Linked DNA regions of Rattus norvegicus: region 1 is linked to region 2. The links are chromatin contacts, called in public Hi-C maps. All regions are on one chromosome and are shown on one strand. The core of a region is the stretch at or near the end of the contact, and the rest is flanking DNA. Distances in the headings are between cores, read along the strand shown. Region 1 overlaps Ift122 (intraflagellar transport 122). Region 2 holds the start of Mbd4 (methyl-CpG binding domain 4 DNA glycosylase).

Region 1 (2,700 bases), core at 102-2,601, 42 kb after region 2:
TGTGCCATGTCAGTGGAAATACTGTACCAGAATTTTCAAACAGTAAGACAATTGTAGGCTCACATCTATGTGTAAGAAATGACAAGTGATTCCTTGTGTATGTTGCTCAGTTCCCCTTAGGTAGTACTGTACAAGATTGTAATGCAGTTGTTCCTTTGCTCCACCGTGGAGGGTGGAGTACTGTCCTGCCTCTAGCTCCCATGCCCTCCCTGCTGTGTACCCAGCTGTGTTTGGAATGAACACAGCTCTTCTATCTAGCACTTGGATCGTCCATAGCTTACTCCCTGGCACCTACGTTTATATTACCCACAACCTTTTATTTCCTTCTTATGATTGGTCCAGGCAACCCTGGAATTCTCTGTGTGGATCAGGCTGGTCTCAAATCCACAGTGATCTTCCTGTCTTTGCCTCAGAGTGCTGGGATTAAAGGCGTGAGTCACTACCCTGGCTGCCCATTGCTTTTTGCTCTTGTAAATAGTGGGTGTCTTCCTTGCGTATGTCCTGACTTAGTATAAATTCCAAGAACTGAAATTGCTGGGCCAGAGGCCTTGTACATTGAAAGATGTTCATAATTCTAGATTGCCTTTCCTCTAGAACGCTGTTAGTCTGCCTGCCTACATACACCTGGCCTACAGAGTCCTTCCTCCCTGGAGCCATGGAAGCCCTTGCTACTTGTTGCTGCAGGGGTTTACTGCAGCACTGTCCACACCAGCTCCTGATCCATTCTGAGTGTTCAAGCAATGGCAGTGCATTCTGATGTGAATGAACAGTGGAGAAGACAGAGCAGAGAGATGGGGACAGGGTGGTGTGTGGTGGCAGCTGAGGACAGCCCTGCCTGCTTGACTCTTTGCTGTCCTTATCTGCTCCCCAGCAGTACAGCAGTACCCTAAACCCAAGCACCACGTTTGCTAGGAGCCCACTCTTCCTTATCCATGCCAAACAGGCTTCGCTTATTAAAAGGTTTTCTCCCCAGACTGCCATCCTAACCTCAAAAATAAATGCAGTTGCTGCTCCTGATTCTGGCCAGCCAAGAGGAGCCGGAGGGGCTGCCGGGGCTCCTCCTGCCAGAGCCTCAAGAGTCAGTAGCCAAGGTCTCTGTTGGTTGTAGCCAGTCTTCCTGCTGATGCAGCAGGCCAGAGCTGCCAAGCACTGGGAAAGGCGATCTGGAGACAGAGGCTGTTTATCTGCCGCCTCGCCTCCAGTCTTCTTGTGGTTTGGGCCTCCAGACCAGGCAAAAGCCCCATTTTTGCTCTTGGGATTTTTGGTTTCCTTTCGAAATTTGTATCATCTTGTGCAAGAACTGGTGTGTCCGAGCTGCCAAGTAGGGCAGTAAACCTGACTTGTGCTCCATGATGTCATGCTTGGAATGCAGCAGCCAGATAAGGCGTTGCTCACAGGGGACTGGTTCTTTAGTACGGTTTTCAGATCCTCATTCAGGTTGTACCTCTCTGCTGTACATCAGCTCATCTTGTGTGGATCTTGTGTGTGTGTGTGGGGGGGGTTGTGTGTGTCAGTTGTCACAGGAAGTTGTGCAGCTTGGGAAAAGGAGCCCTAGTTTTGGATTCTGTTTCTATAACTGGATCCAACTCCATCCTGAAAAACGTATCTCCCTCTTTGAGGCCTCGGTTCTTTTCTGCGTAAGAGGATCATTGGGTTTTGGTTTTGTTTTGTTTTGTTTTGTTTTGTTTTGTTTGGGACAGGCACTTGCCATGTTGCCCACTCTAGTCTTGAACTCCAGGGCTAAAGGGATCCTCCCCAGAGCAGCCGAAACTCCAGGCTTTGCCACTGTGAAACGGGGTTAATTACACCCATTTCCAGGTTTGCCTGTCCTGATTCCTGTTATTATTCCTCCTTATTATAGACAGTCATGAAATACCAAAAGCCACAAAATGAACTCAAGTGGAGCAGAGGAGTCCAGAGAAGAGAGCTCTTTGTGAGGGCAGAGTGGGTGGGGTTTGGGAGAGCTCAGAAGATAATGAGACTTGTGGCCAGGAAGATGGCTGCTTTGGCCTGCAGAAGCCTGAGCTCGGCAGAGTCTCTGAACAGATCCCCTGGATAGGATATGGCTGAGCCAGGCCTGGGTGCTAGCTCAGCTGCTCCCAGTCTGTGGCCAGCTGCTCCCTACAGCAGGAGGGAAATGGATGGTGTATTACCACAGGAAAACAAGCCCCTGGGTACAGCTGTCGTGCTGTCAGAGGGCACATCAGCTTTGAAAGGAAAAAGATTTCTTTTAATTCTGAAGGGGGGGGGGGAAGGACCGGAAATTTCAAAGATAAAGGCCCCAAAAGGAGAAAACAGCACTTCCAGTTTGACATTTGGGAACCATTAGTACAGAGGTACTGGCTGATTGATCTTTACTGCCCAGGAATCCACAAGGGAGACAAGGGTCCCTGAAGCATATTGACTGGCCTCAAGTCAAGCCAAATTCCTTATTGCTAAGGATGACAGGCCCAGCTCAGCTTTAAGCCTGATGTGTATGCATGCATTCGCAATTTGCAGACAGACAGACAGATGGACACACATACACACACACACACACACACACACAGAGAGAGAGAGAGAGAGAGAGAGAGAGAGAGAACGAACACAGAAAGAAAGAGCACAAGACCAAGAATATCAGGTCACCTCTCGTGCTAGCCTCAGGTTTTTAATTTGTTAGGTCTGTGTCCTCAGGCAAGTCAGGTCTCCTCCAGGAGTCTC
Region 2 (2,700 bases), core at 89-2,588:
CCAGAGCCTACGGAAGGGCAATAAGTGCTTTAAATGATTGAACGACCTCTCCAGCTTTGAGTACAGTGTATTTTAATCACTAAACTATACATTTTAAAAGGTGAGTGAAGGGTGGGAGAGATAGTTCAGTGGTTAAGAGCACTTATTCCAGAGGACCCCAGCACCCACATCAGGGCAGCTTATAACAGCCTGCAACTCCAGCTCCAGTGAATCTGACACCTCCTCTGGTCTCCACCAACACCCATGTTCATACACAAACACATACATAAATAAAAGTGAGTCTCTAGAGAGACCTTCTAACCCAATCTACTTTCTACAAATAGGGAAATAGGGAAACTAAGCAAGGCCTAGAGACTAACCACAATTAGAACCATGGCGTTCTTCTGATGGAATTTGGAATTAAATATCAGCTAGAAGAATCTTATAAGGAGACCAAGTAACTGAAACCTGAGGGAATCACAACAAATGTTAGGTTTACAAAATGGGTCAAAATCCCAGCTCTATTTATAATTAGCTGAGCTTCCAAAGAGAAAGTCACTTTGGCCGCAAAATCTCTTTTCTCCACCCTTAAAGAGGAAGTAACATTTTAAAAAAAGTTTTGTTTGCTTTTGAGACAGGATATTATGCACCCCAGGTTAGCTTTGAGCCCAGAGGCTCATCTTCAACTTCTGATCCTCCTCCCTCCACAGATATACGATCCCAAGCCCGGGTATTCGGTGCTGACGCTCAAACCCACCGCTTTGTGTTTACTGTGTAAACATTACCAACTTAATTAAATGCCCAGATCTTAAAATCGTTTGAGCGGCCAAGTTTTGGGACATGCAAATAAGTGCATCATTTTAGCCCGGACACAACAGTAACTTCCTATGTGACTTTTCATAGGGCTATTTCTGAGGGGCCCTTCCGGCCCAGGCTAACTTGCTTGCATCACAAAACCTCCCTTGTCTTCTCCAGTCAGTCAGGACAAGGAATCGGGTATATCCTAGTTTGTTCCCACAGGGCGACAGCTCTAGGTGTCCGTCACCTTGTGTTGAAGGTTAGGAAGACCCACACAAGAGAGACTCCTCTAAGGCCCGAGAGAGGTTTAAAAACTTGCCAGCGGTCCCAGGGAGGGTCTGAAACTAGGCTCTTTCCAGCAGTGACGGAGGGGACATTGTTGTCCCCAAGGCTTGGGCTCTCCATCCCGGCTGCTTTGGTCCGCGGGGGCGCAGCTGCAGCTCCAGGCCGGGAGGTGGAGTAAAACACAACTCAAAACACTGGGCCGAATCCAAACACTGACGTGAAAATCAGCCAATCCACACAGCAACCTTCCCGCCACCGCTTCAGTTACAGACGCCACAGCCAGGGTCCCGCCAATCAAATCCTCCGTCGTCAAAGCTCCCTGCCCCACCCATCTTGCCTGACCAATCTCTCCTGTCATACTTACGCTTCCGCCTCCTGCGTCCCTGCGCGCTCGGCGCTTCAGAGGAGGAGCTAGGCTCCCTTTTGGACATGCGCACTTGGAGCTTGCGAGCTCACGCGCGACCCATTGCGCATGTGCGTTGCTAAGGGTAGCAAAGGTAGCCGAAGTGGTTTGTGGAGAGAAGCCTGTTGCTGCCGAGGCTGGGAGGAGGGGCCCGAGGCGTGTGGGAAACGGCGATGAGGGCCGTGTTGACGTGGAGAGACAAAGCGGAGCAGTGGTGAGGAGCGGGAAGCTCGGGGATGGTTGGGGAGGCGGCGGGAACCGGCGCGTTGCCATGGCAACGGGCCTGCGGCCTGGGCCAAAGACTCTGATTCGGTGCCTTCAACTCCCCAAAGGAAAGAGAAACCGAGATTCCCGAGGGGGTTAGAGATCACCTGAGGGTGGCGGTCCGCTGAAGCAGTTTATACGTCATCATCATCCAGTCTTACTTCTCTCTTCTCAAAATCCCTCTTGGACTTCTCTCACCCACCTCAGTGTTTTCTCAGCTTCCTGACCTTTGCTACATCGTCAAAGTGCCCATATTTTTGTTTATCTGATATTTTTAAGTTTCTTCTGTTTTTGTTTATTTATTTATTATTTATTATTTATTTATTATTTATTTTTTTATTTTGAGATAGAGTCTCACTTAAAGCTCTGGCTGGTCTGGAATTCACTATCTTGACCAAGCTGGCATTGAATTTACAGAGGTACATCTACTTATGCCTCCCCAGTGCTGGGGTTAAAAACTTTCAAGCAGGAACAAACAGTGCGAGTAACTTGCATATAGGTGCTGTTAAAAGAGAGCGTTTCCACCTGAGCTGAGATCTACTGTGTCTGAAGCCGGACATTTCCATGTAAGGTCAGAGAAACATGTAAGACGCACATCAAATCAAGACATTCTCCTGATCGGAAAGTTTGAAGAATATTTTCATAATTAGTACTTAAGAGTGAGCTTAATTTAATACTTAATTAAAATACTGAGTATTAAGAGTGAGCCCTTCAAGCAAGCATAAGGACTAGAGTTCTGATTCCAGTACCTACATAAAAGCCAGGTGTGGTCCTACATAAACCTGTAACAGTGGTACAGAGGGGAGTTCAGACAGGATGACTGATAGGGTTTGTTAGCCACCAACTTAGCCAGAAAGAGGGGGTCCAAGGTAAGGAGGAGGACCCTGCCTCAGAGGAACAAGTCAGAGAGGAGAGGTAGACACCTGATGCCCTCTGACCTCTGCAGAACATATGTACACACACATGTATAT

The links. Hi-C and Micro-C count contacts between places; a contact is called where the count stands out from the background.
Region 1: a contact with region 2 is called in a Hi-C map of Schwann cells, with 1.8 times the contacts expected there. The contact joins the enhancer-like site here to the promoter of Mbd4 in region 2. A contact is called at or near these places in 3 of 12 Hi-C or Micro-C datasets (Schwann cells, kidney and psoas muscle).

The regions. Positions count from the first base shown.
Region 1 is chr4:150,618,265-150,620,964 of GRCr8, forward strand. All of the region lies in intron 14 of Ift122 (intraflagellar transport 122), which reads left to right. Among named protein-coding and RNA genes, the nearest start is that of Rho, 34 kb to the right of the region's middle. Within about 2 kb of position 1,352, at least 37 of the 93 cell types and tissues checked have an H3K27ac peak or open chromatin away from gene starts, as enhancers often do. A contact at or near this core is called in Schwann cells, where this site is marked.
Region 2 is chr4:150,576,088-150,578,787 of GRCr8, forward strand. It overlaps Mbd4 (methyl-CpG binding domain 4 DNA glycosylase), which reads right to left and starts at 1,339. Exons shown (of 8, transcript NM_001427248.1): 1 at 1,097-1,339. The coding sequence starts at 1,182. It overlaps Ift122 (intraflagellar transport 122), which reads left to right and starts at 1,555. Exons shown (of 29, transcript NM_001309521.1): 1 at 1,555-1,679. The coding sequence starts at 1,639.